Linked DNA regions of Mus musculus: region 2 is linked to region 1. Evidence: chromatin contacts called from public Hi-C data. All regions are on one chromosome and are shown on one strand. Each heading gives the region's core, a stretch centred on a gene start, on an enhancer-like site or on the middle of the called end of the contact. The rest is flanking DNA. Distances are from core to core; before and after follow the strand shown.

Region 1 (6,738 bases), core at 2,056-4,555:
AATCTTCTAGACACAACATATAAACTCACAGAGACTGATAGCATGTACAAGACATGCACAGGTTTAAGCCAGAAAGAAATAATCTCAGTACATTGGAGGGAAATGGACACAAAATCCCATCCCTTACTAAGAAACTGTCTTGCAACTAATACCTGCTAAGAGAATGAGTCTGTTAGAGAAAACTGATTTTTCTCTAATGAACATGTGATATATTATCCACATTCCAGAGCAGGCTCCATACTCAGGAGTAGTTGGCCAACATAAAATAGACTCCATGTTTGTGTGTGTCTATGCTGTTTGTTTTATTTTGACTTTTTTGGTCTTTTTTGTTTGTTTTGATTTTATATTTTGAGGGAGAGAAATAACATGAAGTTGGGTGAGCAGGGAAGTTAGGAGGGTCTAGGAGAAGTTAGGAGAGGAAAAAGAATGGGATCAAAATATACTGTAAGATAAATGTAAATATATATTCTCTTAAAACAGCAAAAAGCATATAAACTAAAAAATAAAAGTAGAGATGGGGAGAGAGAGACAGACAGACAGATAGACAGAGAGAAGAGTGTGATGCAGGAGGGAGATGTGTTTTGATATTTCCAGGTGAAATTGGGACCAGGGAAGTTAGAAGTAGACATGATCAGAGTACATTGTATACATGTACGACATTGTCAAAGAACAATAAAATATATTTTTTAAAACTGTAATGTTACTAAAAGAAGAAAAGGAAAATTTGCACATAGGTAGCCTGACCTTTTACAGTTGTTAGGACAGAGTCCTTGACAATGGGTAGCATACACCGGAAAGCTCAAGGGTCTAGAGGCTGAGGAGTCCGACATGGTATGTGCCCAGGAGCAGAGGGGTGCTACTCACCTGCTTTCTTGGCTCCTGGTTAGGAAAGGGGCACATGGAAAGGGAGGAAACAAAAGCAAAGCAAAGCTGGGGAGGCCATCTCAGTGGCTTAACCCCCTGCACCCACAGTTACCGACTGCCCTGAGAATTTGCCCTTGTGAGAATGGCATTAACCCATCCAGAGTGCAGAAGCCCCAGCCTCAAGCACCTCGTAAAGGTCCTACCACCCCTCAACACTTACACTGGTGACCCATTTCACACATTCCAACCAGAGTGCAGAGAGTAAGGCTCTGTGCCTCACCCTGCCTGCTAAGTAAACTTCGACTGCATGTGGGGACTTTATTCTCGACTCTAAAACATTTATCTTTCCTTCCATCTCTGAGGATCTGAGTTCTAATCCCCAGTGCCCACATACATCAAACACCAGGCCCATGTCTGCCATACCAGTGGCCCTGGAGAGGCAGAAAAAGAGGATTTCCTGGAATTCACTGGCTATCCAGGCTAACTGGATTGGTCTGCTCTAAGGTTCATGAAAATCTCCAACCTCAGGCAACAACAAGCCTGTACACACACACACACACACACACTCCAGAGCATACATGCACCCAAGAACACATACAAGCATATACACACATACAGACACACTCATTCATGTGGACACATTCATAAGCACATATACACAAGCATATACACGTATTCACACACACACACACAAAGGCACATATAGACACACACAGCGTACACACACAGTGTACACACACACCCTATATACATATACCATACACCTTTATACACAGAGACACACACAGACATGCACACAGCGTACAAATACACCCTATATACACATACCATACACATTTGCATACACACACACTATACACACAAGCACACACACTTAGACTCACACACACAAGCATAGACACACAGAAGCATACACACACACATACATGCACACCTTAAACAATATATAAGTTATCAATTAGCCTTGATATTACCATTTAGAAAAATTCAAACCTATGTGTTTGAAAACATTTTACAATTCACTTTACACTAGTTTTTTTTACTCATACTCAAAACAGAACAAGTTGTTTATCTTTGTATTGTCTAGGAAGGAATAAACTTGCTGAGTAACTTACTAGCTATGTCACTAATCAATTTAATATCTTAAGAAAAAATAATATTCAAGCAATCTCAATTATAAATGCCACTGACATAAAAATAAAGATTAACATTTTAATATCTATTTTTTAAATCTTTTGAACCTCTTGCAATCTTTTTTAAAGTTTGAGTGCTCTGCTGCATGTACAACTGCAGGCCAGACAAGGGCATCAGGGCATCAGATTCCTTTACAGATGGTTGTGAGCCACCATGTGGGTGCTGGGAATTGAACTCTGGACCTCTGGAAAAGCAGCCAGTGCTTTTAACCGGTGGGCCATCTCTCCCGCCCTTAATAGCTATTTATTAATAAGAGGTTTTTGAAATTTCCCTGGGCAACCTAGTAAATGTTGTTAAAGTGTATTAAGGAGGCTGGAAAATGGCTCAGGGGTTAGAGCATGGCTGCTCTTCCAGATAAGTTGGGTTCTATTCTCAGTAACCATCCAGTGGCTCATAACCATCTCCAACTCCAGTTCCCATGGCCTAATATCATTTTCTGGCATCCAGCATACTTGTGGTATATGCACATCTATGCAGACAAAACACTCATACATATAGAGTACAGTAAATTTCAATGAAATATGTTAAGAACCTGGAAGTAAAGACATTCAGCTTTCCCATATTTAAAGAATTCATACATTATTCTAATTAAGCTATTTTAGGGAGCTATTACTTCATATTGTCATTAAATCTTATATTCAGTTTTCACAGATTGAAAGTTGTTTTTTCTTTTATAAAGAAAAAAGCATAGTCAAGTTGCATTAAAAGAATTTCCTAGCCTTGGGCAGATTTTTTTTTTTTTTATGTAAGACTATGAACACTCCCAAAGAATAAGGAAGAAACAAGGAAGCCAGGTGCTTAGTGCACACTACCACTCAGTTTGCAGGGATCTGTCAATGTTTAATGCAAGTTATCTGTTAGCACTGTCCCTGTCACTGAAAATGATTGTTAAATTGCCACAGAGGGGGAAAGCCCTGTACAGCCAGCATAGTGCACATTAAACAAGTTACATAATATATACAAACATATATAAACAATGTCAGACATAAGGCAAACATTACACTCTAAGAGAGTTAGGGGTCTTTTACTAGAGCATGTGATTCAAGACTCTGTGTGTGAGAGAGATACGTTAAGGGTGCTGCTGTGAAGATCTGGTTACTTACAGTATATGCTAACATTCAAAGACATTATTCTTCAATAAGCTGTTGTCCCTGAAGTCAAAAATCATCTCGATTAAGGGTAAGGAAGGAAGAAATGAGAAGAACTATTTCAGGAAGTATTTGAAATCATTTCATGACACACAATGGCTTTATTTATTACTTCTGCATAAAGAGAGACGCTTACTACCTCTTGTGTCCTTTACTGCTGAGCCTCCTGTTAGGAGAGTCCTCTTGCCTCTACATACAGAGCATTTGGGGTTGAAAAAGGAAGCCATTCATGATGGCAGTGACCCTGGGCCTATGCCTGGGTCCTAGATGGCTCAGTTTGGGGTTCAGGACATCTGTCCTTACACCAGAGACACTGACTGGGCCCTTGTAGCTACTAGGAGAATGTTCTCCAGCAAAGTTGTCTTCTGAGGACATAACTGATCCACAAAGTTCCATTTCTGTTTTCATGCAAATGTGACATTTTCAAGGGGTGATGTTACTTCCTTTCTTAGGAGCCTAAGCTCAGTTTGGTCCTTACCCTGGATGGGATCTGGCTTTGGGACACTTGGTGATGAACAAGTGACCAGCAGACAAGCTGCTTGGACAGAAGGGAGAAGCTCAGACCTGCTCTCAATTGACTCCCAGGCATCTTCCAATGAAGCCCCAGGTTCCGCCCTGACCCTGCATGGTTACAGACCCTATGTCAGGGCCTCTTACACTTTCCCTAGTTCCCGAGGCTCTTCTATGACCCTGCCTTCTAATACCTCTCCACAAACCCCTTTTCTGACCCTGCTTCTAATAGGCTTCTCAGGTCCCGCTCTGGCTCTGTGTTATAGTAGGCCCATGGCCTCGCTCTGACCCTGCTGTGCCATTGGCTCCATAGGTCACTCCGTGACCACACTTGTTACTAGACCCCAGAAGCACTTAAAGTCTGTACTGCACTGCTTTGAGCGTCTCTTCAAGCTTTCACTACCACGCATTCCAGTCTGGGAGTTCTCAGGGCATTGAGAGAGCCTTTGGCAAATCCCATTTTACCACGTGCTATTGACAACAGCTGTGAGAACTCATTTTGGCAAAGATCCTCATGTCTTTGGGCAATATACCAAAAAAGACTTTTAAAAATAGCATTTTATACTAACTCTCCCAAATGTGGCATACCTAGTTATGATTTTGGCTTTGTTGGGGCTATTGATCAAATAACCTATAGAACTTGGGGAACGCCAGGGCCAAGAAGTAGGAGTGGGTGGGTGGGGTAGTGGGTGGGGGAGGGTGTGGGGGATTTTTGGGATAGCATTGGAAATGTAAATGAAATAAATACCTAACTAAAATAAAAGAAGTTGCCTATCGCGGCTCAATAACTGCCAGGTTGCTATGGATAGAAAACACTTGCTCAGGCCAAGACTACACTTGCTTAGACCCTTTAAAAAGAGAAATGGTCTGCTCAGGGATGACCTAAGCAATTTAGGTCAAGCCACTGTTTAGACTGTAGTCCTACCTTTATATCCTGTGGGTTGATCTCAGGATTTGTTTGACATTGTAGAGGTCCCAGAGTTTGAAGATGAAAAATATAGAGGAGAAACTCATCCCGTGCAGAGAACGGCCAGCCCACGTCAAGAATGCTGTCACTGATGGTGCTGGGTCCAATATTGTGCAGCTGCAAGAATGTGGCACATTAGGGAATGACATGTCTATCATGTGTCTGTTTTAAAAAGCACATCTTATCAGCTTTAACTATGGTAGTAGGGAATAGAACACAGAATCTAGCCAGGCCTGGGGCGCTCTGAAATCATGGTATGTACACATTCAGGGCAGACTCAGGCTGGGAAGCTCTCAGCATGGGTTATTCAAAGACTATGCCAGTGGAGCAATTCATATTGGGATGCTTGGGACCAGAAGTCCTTTAAACTTCAGAATACTGCACGTACAGAATGCAAAACCTTAGGTATGAGAATCTCCTATAATCACAAATCTGATGTTTCCTTCACACTTTATTATGCATAGCTTGAAGGCAACCTTTTAAATATCTGTCTACGTATGTATGTATGTATGTATGTATGTATGTATGTATCTATCTATCTATCTATCTATCTATCTATCGTATGTGTGTGCATGTACATGTGCAGATGTCTGTTCAGATATGTGCCTATAGAGGCCAGATGTTGACATCAACTGTCTTCCTCGACTTCTCTGCACCTTATACATTGAGATAATATCTTCCTTGAACCCAGAGCTCCCTGATATGGGACTCACGTAGCTAGTCAGCTTTCTCCAGGGATCTCTCATCTCTGCTCTCTAAACACTGGATGACATGCAGGTTGCCACCCTACATGGCAAGGGCTTTAAGCCACCTGTGCAGCTTCTTATGTTTTTTTTTTTTTTTAACTTGCTGGCGTTTTGCCTACAGTCTGACCCATGAGGTCAGGTTGGTATTTTCTGCTTGCAGTAAGCATCATGCGAATGCTCAAAACAACTCGACTCTGGAGTACATGTTGTTGTTTGTAGATTGGAGAAGATCAGTCTGTACTTACTATGTACAAGCATAGCTATGCTTACCTCGGACTGAAATAAATTCAATGGTAGCACTAGAAATGCTATTTTAATTATATGCTTCCAAAATGTAGCGATCCTTTCTTTACATTGGAATTTGCCTCCCGCCTGACTACTGGCTTGTCAATTGCAACCATCTGCAAGGCACTCTCTTTCACCCTCTGGGAAAATGGCCATCCATCAAGTGCCAAAGACAGTCTGTGTGCCCTAAAGTTCTCTGCAAGTGCATGTTTCAAAGCTGGGATTCCTGGAGCAAGCTGACTAGTTACATTAACAAATCCCAGGGAAAGGAAGCCCATACCTCATGAAGATGAACATTTTAAACATGTGAGTTCCACTCAGAGGACACAGACCACATCCCCCAAACACTGAGCACAGTGGAAGGTAGTGGGTGAGTTTACAGATTCTTTTTAAGAGTAGTAGAGATCTTTGTCCCTTCTCAGTTCTGAAATCATCATAAAGCAACAAATTTTCTGTTTTTGCTACTCGATGGCCTATTTAATTCACATCATTAAGAGTACAGCGTCCACTGACAGCGTATCTTAAGACTTGAGATTAGCAATTAGTATGTAAGAGATATTTGGTGTTTTAGTTTTTTGTTTTGTTTTGTTTTTTGACATCCTGGTGACTACTTTAAATTTTTATAATGTGTATGCTAATCCTAGAATGCACATAAATGATTGAATCTGAACTTTTTCTCTAAGCTCTGAAGTTTTACCATTGTTAAGAAGAATTTGGCTCACACGGTTCAGTTAATGATTTGACAGCTTACTGTTTTCCCTGTGAGGTTCTTGCCCTGAGTTTTCCTGGGATTGTGATGTCCTTTTGTTGTTACAACAGCTTAAGCTCAGGCCAGGGCTTCTGAACAGAGAGTGGAAGGGAATCTTTGAGCCAACACTAGTCAGGAGTTATCACTTCTTCCCTATAGATGAATAGCTCAAGTTTGAGAATGTATTGCTCTTCATGGCCCTTTGTGTTGGCTAGGGTTAAGTGTAAACTTGACAGAAGCTAGATTCACCTGAGACATGGGTCTCTGGTCTGGTGG
Region 2 (6,738 bases), core at 1,954-4,453, 130 kb after region 1:
CAAACAAACAAACAAAAACTCTACATCTTTAACTGGGAGGGAAAAGCAAATTAAAACTGTACTAAATTTCATGTCACACAAGCCAGAATGGCTGCTGTGAGGGGAACAAATGACAAATGCCAGGAAGAACTCAGGAGGAGTGAAGCCCACTTATACTCTTGGTGGAAGTGTAAAAAAATGCAACCACTTTGGAAATCAGTCACCCTACCATCCAGCGATATGATACCACTCCTGGGTATTTACTCAACAGATCCTAAGTCAAAATTGCACAGAGATACCTGGACACCATTGTCCACAGCTGTGTTATCTACAATAGCCAAGACAAGGGAAGGCTGAATGCCTACCAGCAGGTAAGTGGAGAGACAAAAGGTGTCTCCTTTACACAATGAGATTTTTATTGAGTTGGAAAGTAAAGTCATGTCCTTTGTGGGGAAATGGATGGAGCTGGAGATCAGTGTACCAAGTGGAGAGACATTTCTAGGACGTTCTTACGAGCATAATTCAGGATAAGCAAGCAGCTCAGTGGAGATTTGGCCAGGGGGAAGCAGGGGAGCCTGGTAGCAGCTGGAGGCAGATTCGTGGGATTCAGCAGTGGCAGATGTGGTGCTTGGCCAGCCTAGCAGCTCCAAATGTCCTCCTGACAGCCATGTCTCTGATCTGCACACTCCTAGCCGCCTTGATCTGTGGAAGCTGCTTTCTTCCCAGGGCTCACAGGCTCTCAGATGCTGTAATAAGTTCTTGCCTAATTACCACAGGCAATGGGCACTCTATTTTCCTACCCAGGTCCAAACCCAAATCCTAACTGTGGCATTTATGACAAGGCAGAGTATTTCAGGCAGACTTCATGTCCTCCAGAGCAGAAGGAGGTACTGAGTCACCCCAGGTACCCAGAGTGTTGTCCACTGCACAGACATGAAAAAGACCACTCCATCTTAATAACTCTCTAAGATTACAAAAGACAGGTGAAACAAAGTCCAAAATTAGGAAACACCTTTCAAGTCACTGTATGCAATTTAAAGTTTCCCAAGTGGCAGGAGTCCACTTACAAGGTTAATAAATAAGTAAAATTTTATGTAACTTTTCTCAAAAGAAGCAACAATGCAATTAATATATAAAGAACTCTGAAACCAGTACACAGAAGACAGAAATTCAATAGGAAGCCCTATGCAAATGGAAATTCTTATACACTGCTAATGGGCATATAAACTAATTCAGTCACCATGGAAAACAGTATGGGGGTTCCTCCAAGAAATGAGAATACATCATTATTATACAGAACATGTCAGTAAACTGGTATGACCAAGTTTGTACCACTCCTGTGTATTCACCCAAGGGACACATCACATCACAAAGACACTTGTAAATTCCTGCAGCATGATTCACAGCAGCTAAGTTATAGTCCTAACCTAACTAACTGTCCACCAGTAGAAGAATTTAGATAAAATGTAGATACATAGCTGGGGGCATCTTTCAGTTATAAAGAACAACAAAGTTAGTATGAAAAAGTACAGAGACCATATAGCACACACTCGTGTTCACACAGGACAGAATTGAAAATGTCTCAGATTTCTCACATACATAAACATCACAGTTCCTTTTCTACCCATCCAAACTTCCTCCTCTAGATGTGTCAGCATCACGAATTGTGTGTGTGTGTGTGTGTGTGTGTGTGTGTGTGTGTGTGTAAAATAATACTAGAGCTAAGAACAGAGCTCAGTCAATAAAAGGCTAGCCTGCAGGCATAATGAACTGAATTTGATCCCCATTACCCACACCAAAGCCAGATGGGGTTGCAAGCCCGTGTAACCCCAGCACTGAGGAGAGAGAAATAAGAACATCCTTGGGCTAGCTAGTTTAGCCACATCAGTGAGCTTCAGGTTCAGTGAGACCCTGTCTCAAAAACGTAAGGTGAAGAACAAAGAAGACAGCTGACATTGAGCTCTGGCCTCTGTGTGCACTCACACATACATGCACAAGCACGTAAATAATTTCATGAACAATATATATCCAGACTCTGTATCTGTCAAGGGCCAGACAACAAATGTTTCAGGTACTGCTATCTTCCACAGTCTGTTACAACTGCCCAAGCACACACTCATAGTGAAATCAAATGACAGACAGGACAGAGGAAACTGGGTGTGGCTGAGTCTCAAAGAATTTTATGTATGGGCACAGAAACTGAAATTCCATATGATTTTTATGTGTAATAAAATATTCTTTAAATTGTTAGCCAGTTAAAACTTTGAAAGTATACATAGCTTACAGGCTGTGTAATAATAATATAGAAAGAAAAGATAGTTCAAAATCTAGTTGTAGTTTGCCAACATTTGACAGAATATTTTTAAATTGATAAACAGCATTTTGTGATCTTTAGGTAGCTGAATGTGTTTGTGTTTCACATTTAACTAGTCTGTAAGAGACAGCCATAAAGGGGTAACTGTATAGACAGACACACAGGTATCTAGAAACGTAGATAGTTACATTGGTGGACAGGTGGATAGATTGGCCAACAGATAAATCAAATTCATTCCTATTAATTCTTATGTAGTATTATATCCCATTAGATAGCCATGTGTGTTTTGGGTATCCATCTCACTTGGCTAGAAGTCTTTATTTCTTTTTATTTTGATATTAATAAATATGTGGGCACTGAGCAGTCTTATAAAATCCGTTTCATCAGAGGGTGGGGTGGAGTGTCCGTTATTCAGGACAATTAAGGGTTTCCCAGCCACTGGGCTGGGAAACAGTGTCTCAGATTTGTTGTTATTTGTTTGTTTTTATGCTCCTTTAATATTAGTATCTTTGATCACCTTTTTATGTTTGTAGACCATTCATCCCTCCCTATTAATTTCTCATTTATATCATTTGCTTATCTTCTTGTTTACATGTTGACTCTACTGATTGTATAACTGGTTATATAGTATTGATTTCTATCATTTTATATGTTGGAAACATCTCTCTCCTCTCTCTCTCCCTCTCCCTCTCTCTCTCTCTCTCTCTCTCTCTCTCTCTCTCTCTCTCCCTCTCTCTCTCTTCTCTCTCTCTCTCTCTCTCTCTCTCTCTCTCTCTCTCTCTCTCTCTCTTGTCTTTTAACTTTATGGAGCTTACTATACATGCAGAACTCATCCTTACACTCTGTGGTAGAGTTGCTGTGCTTAGTCTGACACGTAGAGCCATGTGTCTCAACAACATTGGGTTACTTCCTTTTCTTTCCACTGTGACCAAATAACTGACAGAAGCCACAGGAGGGAAGAGACACTGATTTCCATTCAGTATCTGATGAAGAAGCCATGTTAACAGCAGGAGCCTAGTCCAGGTCAAGTGACTTGGCTATTCACATCCCATCAGTGAAGAACCATACTGCATGAGACTAGAACTAGGGCTTGGCTATACTTTCAAAGTCCCCTGCCCCCAGGAGCCAACCTCTTCCTGCCATCCCCATCTCCTAAAACTTCTACAAGCTCTCTTTACTGTGCTCTATTGGTTAGAGTGTTAGACACTTGAGTCTGTGGAACACATTCAAACCATGTCAACCACATACTGAACAATTAATCTCTATTTGCTCAATGATGGTTATTTTATCTATGGAGAAAGAAGAAGGAGAAGAAGAGGAAGAAGAAGAAGAAGAAAAAGAGAAGAAGAAGAAGAAGAAGAAGAAGAAGAAGAAGAAGAAGAAGAAGAACAACAACAACAACAACAACAACAACAACAACAACAACAAGAGAGGAGGAGAAGGAGAAAAACAAACAAAACAGTCCTTACATGTCCTAGGGGACAGCATAGCCTCCAGGTGGTCTCAAACAACCTCAGTCTGTGGATTTTGTTATGAGAAAGACACAGTGATGCCCTCTCCTGTGAACATGCCTAGTCTTTAAGGCTTCCTTACTTCCATTGCTTTTCCCATTCTCTGAAATTTTCTACCCACTGTGCTATTCAGCCCTGAGAGAGCTCCCCTCTTAATTGCTCAAGTGAAAGTTAAAATACCCATCTCCCCAAGAAACAGGTTCCTAAATCACCTGACTCTGTGACTATCTTGTCATCCTTTTTGTAATAGCACTAACCACTGTCTGAGATAGTATGCTAGTTTTCCCATGTATTGGTTTCCCCTTGATAAAGTACATTAATTCCACACATAGAGACATCCTGTCTCTCCTCTGCAGTCTTCAATTCTTGAATTATTGACAGCACACTGTAAGTTGTCCATAAGTATTTATTGATTGAATAATTCAGTTTCCATGCATTTATTCAGAAGTTTCCCAGAATAAATTATTCAGTTCAATTTATTGTTGTTGAAAAAGTAAGTATGTGCATGTTGGAGAGGAAAGAAGCGAAGCAAGGAAGGAAGAAGGGAGAGAGGTAAATAGGATGAGAGACAGAGAGGTTCACCCTTTGCATTTCCTTTTAATTTATTTCTGTAATTTGGGAGTGTAGACAAACCTGAAGATACCCTGAAAAGACAGGGAGCCAAGCTGAGAAATACAGATTTCTGTCAGCAAACAGCCTGTTCTACTTTCTGGGCTGTGAATAATCCCCCTTAAACTGTATATCTGGGCAGCCTGGGTATAGATCCCAGTGGGTGGTAAGCCCACCAGCTTTAGGTCTTTTTACTTGGGGGAATGCATGTTTCAGAACAGGAGTGGGGTGTGGTGCTATAGAAGGTGGTGCACACATGAGCAAGGGCAGAGTTCTCTAATCTGTTTAGTGAAATGAGAAGGATTGATGGAGTGAAGCTAAATCAACAGCAGAGGGGTGGGAAAGGCTGAGACCACACAGGTGTGGCCAAACACTTTGGCAGATGGAACAATTTTGGGAAACTATTTATAAAACTCTCGACCTCATTCTGGAAAAGCAGTAAGTTTGGCTCTAGCTTTCGGTCATCACTTCCAAGCCTGTCGCCTCAGGGACTTTCTTCAAGCTGTTGTGGGAACTGTCCAGACAGTTTTGATCAAGAAAAGGGGGAAAGAAATCTTGAAATGTTTAAATCTTGATCATTATCAAATGTGCTTTTGCCTTTAAGTTGAAGCTATGCTTGTGAGAATAAAGAAGATTCATACATAAAGGTCAAGATAAAATGACGTTGTTAGATAATCCCTTATCTAAAAGAAACAAACCTAAGAAAAGAGTGTGAGTTTGGTTTTATGTCAGAGAAAATTTAAGTTCCAAATGGATTACTCTCAATCCCCCCATTGAAAGATGATAAAGAAAGCTCTGGGGCTCCACTCTTGGCTGTTGAGAGATCTGGTGTTTCAATAAATTTCACTGACTCATTTCTGCCTCAGATGTTCAAGAGATGTTTTGTTCTGACTGGATAATCTGCTAACTCAAATTGGTGGCTTACCTCATATATGTATACTCTATGTCAGTAGATACGTACATGAATATGCAAACACACATGTAGTGCAAATGAAATGCTTACCTTTGCCTAACAGATTGGGTCCCCATGTCTTGCTCTTCACATCAGAAGACATAGGCTCTGTCTGATCTCCATGTGTGAGGCTTCCTTTCTAGTCTGGTAGCTTTCTCCTATTCCCCACTGAGTTACATACACACACACACACACACACACACACACACACACACATACACACACACACCATGATCCTTTCTTATTTCCAACTTCTCTAAGTAATTTTCTTAAAACCTGTTTGTAAGTGGAGGATAGGATGGCTCATGCCTGCAATCCTTGCACTTGGGTGACAAAGGCAGGAGCATTACAGGTTTGGGGCTAACCTAAGCCAATTAGTGAGACCCTGTCCCAAAATAACAAACAACAAAAGGGCTGGTTATGGATTTTGTCATTAGAGTGCTTTCCTGGTATGAAGAAGCCTCTGCGTTCTATGCCAACACCAAATGAATATAAAAGGCCATAAATCCTCTTTTTAAGTTGAAAATCTGTAGGTTATTTTAAAAATTTCAAACAATGAAGTGTTTTGCAAGAAGCTTCCTTCTCTGTGGATCTTGGTAATGGGAGCTAAGTGATGCTGTTAACAATGGCTTCAAGTATTTTCACTGTTATTTGCCAGTTGGGTTATTCTATATTCTGGGGAAAATGGAAGACCTGGGAAAATGCTTTATACATGGTTAAAAGACAATTTGTCATCTTAGAGTTATATCAATGACAAGAAAGATACTTTCTTGGTTCTTTTGTGACAAGGATGGGCCATGTGCTTCTTTTCTTTCTTCCTTCCTCTCTCTCTTTCTCTCTCTCTCTTCTTTCTTCCTTCCTTCCTTCCCCTCTCTCTCTTCTCTCTTCTCTCTTCTCTCTTCTCTCTTCTCTCTTCTCTCTTCTCTCTTCTCTCTTCTCTCTTCTCTCTTCTCTCTTCTCTCTTCTCTCTTCTCTCTTCTCTCTCTCTCCCTTTCTCTCTCTCTTTCTTTCTCTGTATCTTCGTATTCCTTCCTTGCCCCTTACCACTTACATACAGCAGGCAGGAGAGCTGACCTTGAGGTCATGAGAGCTGGAAAGTTGGCCCTGCCCCTCAACAGCTGCAGCACTCAGGAGAGTGGGCCTTGTACCTTGCCTTGGCAACACAATAGAGCCAACCCTGCTGGAGTGGGCTTAGGTGAGCCACCCAAGGGCTTGAGAGGAGAGCTGACCCTTCCCACTAGTGGGTACCTCATTGGGTGAGCTAGCTTGAGGGCACTGGCTGGAGAGCCTCACCCTGATGATGTGGGTATGGGAGATCTGGCAGGCTGACCAGCCCAGCTACGACCCAGGTCCAGATCCGGGGCTTTAAGTTG

The links. Hi-C and Micro-C count contacts between places; a contact is called where the count stands out from the background.
Region 2: a Hi-C map of bone marrow-derived macrophages shows a contact between it and region 1, with 31 read pairs. The contact joins two enhancer-like sites. A contact is called at or near these places in 13 of 39 promoter capture datasets (the 3T3-L1 cell line, the C10 cell line, the HPC-7 cell line and 9 more), 41 of 484 Hi-C or Micro-C datasets (the 63-12 cell line, B cells, the C10 cell line and 31 more) and 2 of 115 datasets of contacts at active chromatin or transcription factors (bone marrow-derived dendritic cells and embryonic stem cells).

Annotation. Positions count from the first base shown.
Region 1 is chr2:12,150,731-12,157,468 of GRCm38.p6, forward strand. It overlaps Itga8 (integrin alpha 8), which reads right to left. Exons shown (of 30, transcript NM_001001309.3): 25 at 4,642-4,800. Among named protein-coding and RNA genes, the nearest start is that of E030013I19Rik, 150 kb to the right of the region's middle. Within about 2 kb of position 3,306, at least 8 of the 459 cell types and tissues checked have an H3K27ac peak or open chromatin away from gene starts, as enhancers often do. A contact at or near this core is called in bone marrow-derived macrophages, where this site is marked.
Region 2 is chr2:12,277,653-12,284,390 of GRCm38.p6, forward strand. All of the region lies in intron 2 of Itga8 (integrin alpha 8), which reads right to left. Among named protein-coding and RNA genes, the nearest start is that of E030013I19Rik, 20 kb to the right of the region's middle. Within about 2 kb of position 3,204, at least 4 of the 459 cell types and tissues checked have an H3K27ac peak or open chromatin away from gene starts, as enhancers often do. A contact at or near this core is called in bone marrow-derived macrophages, where this site is marked.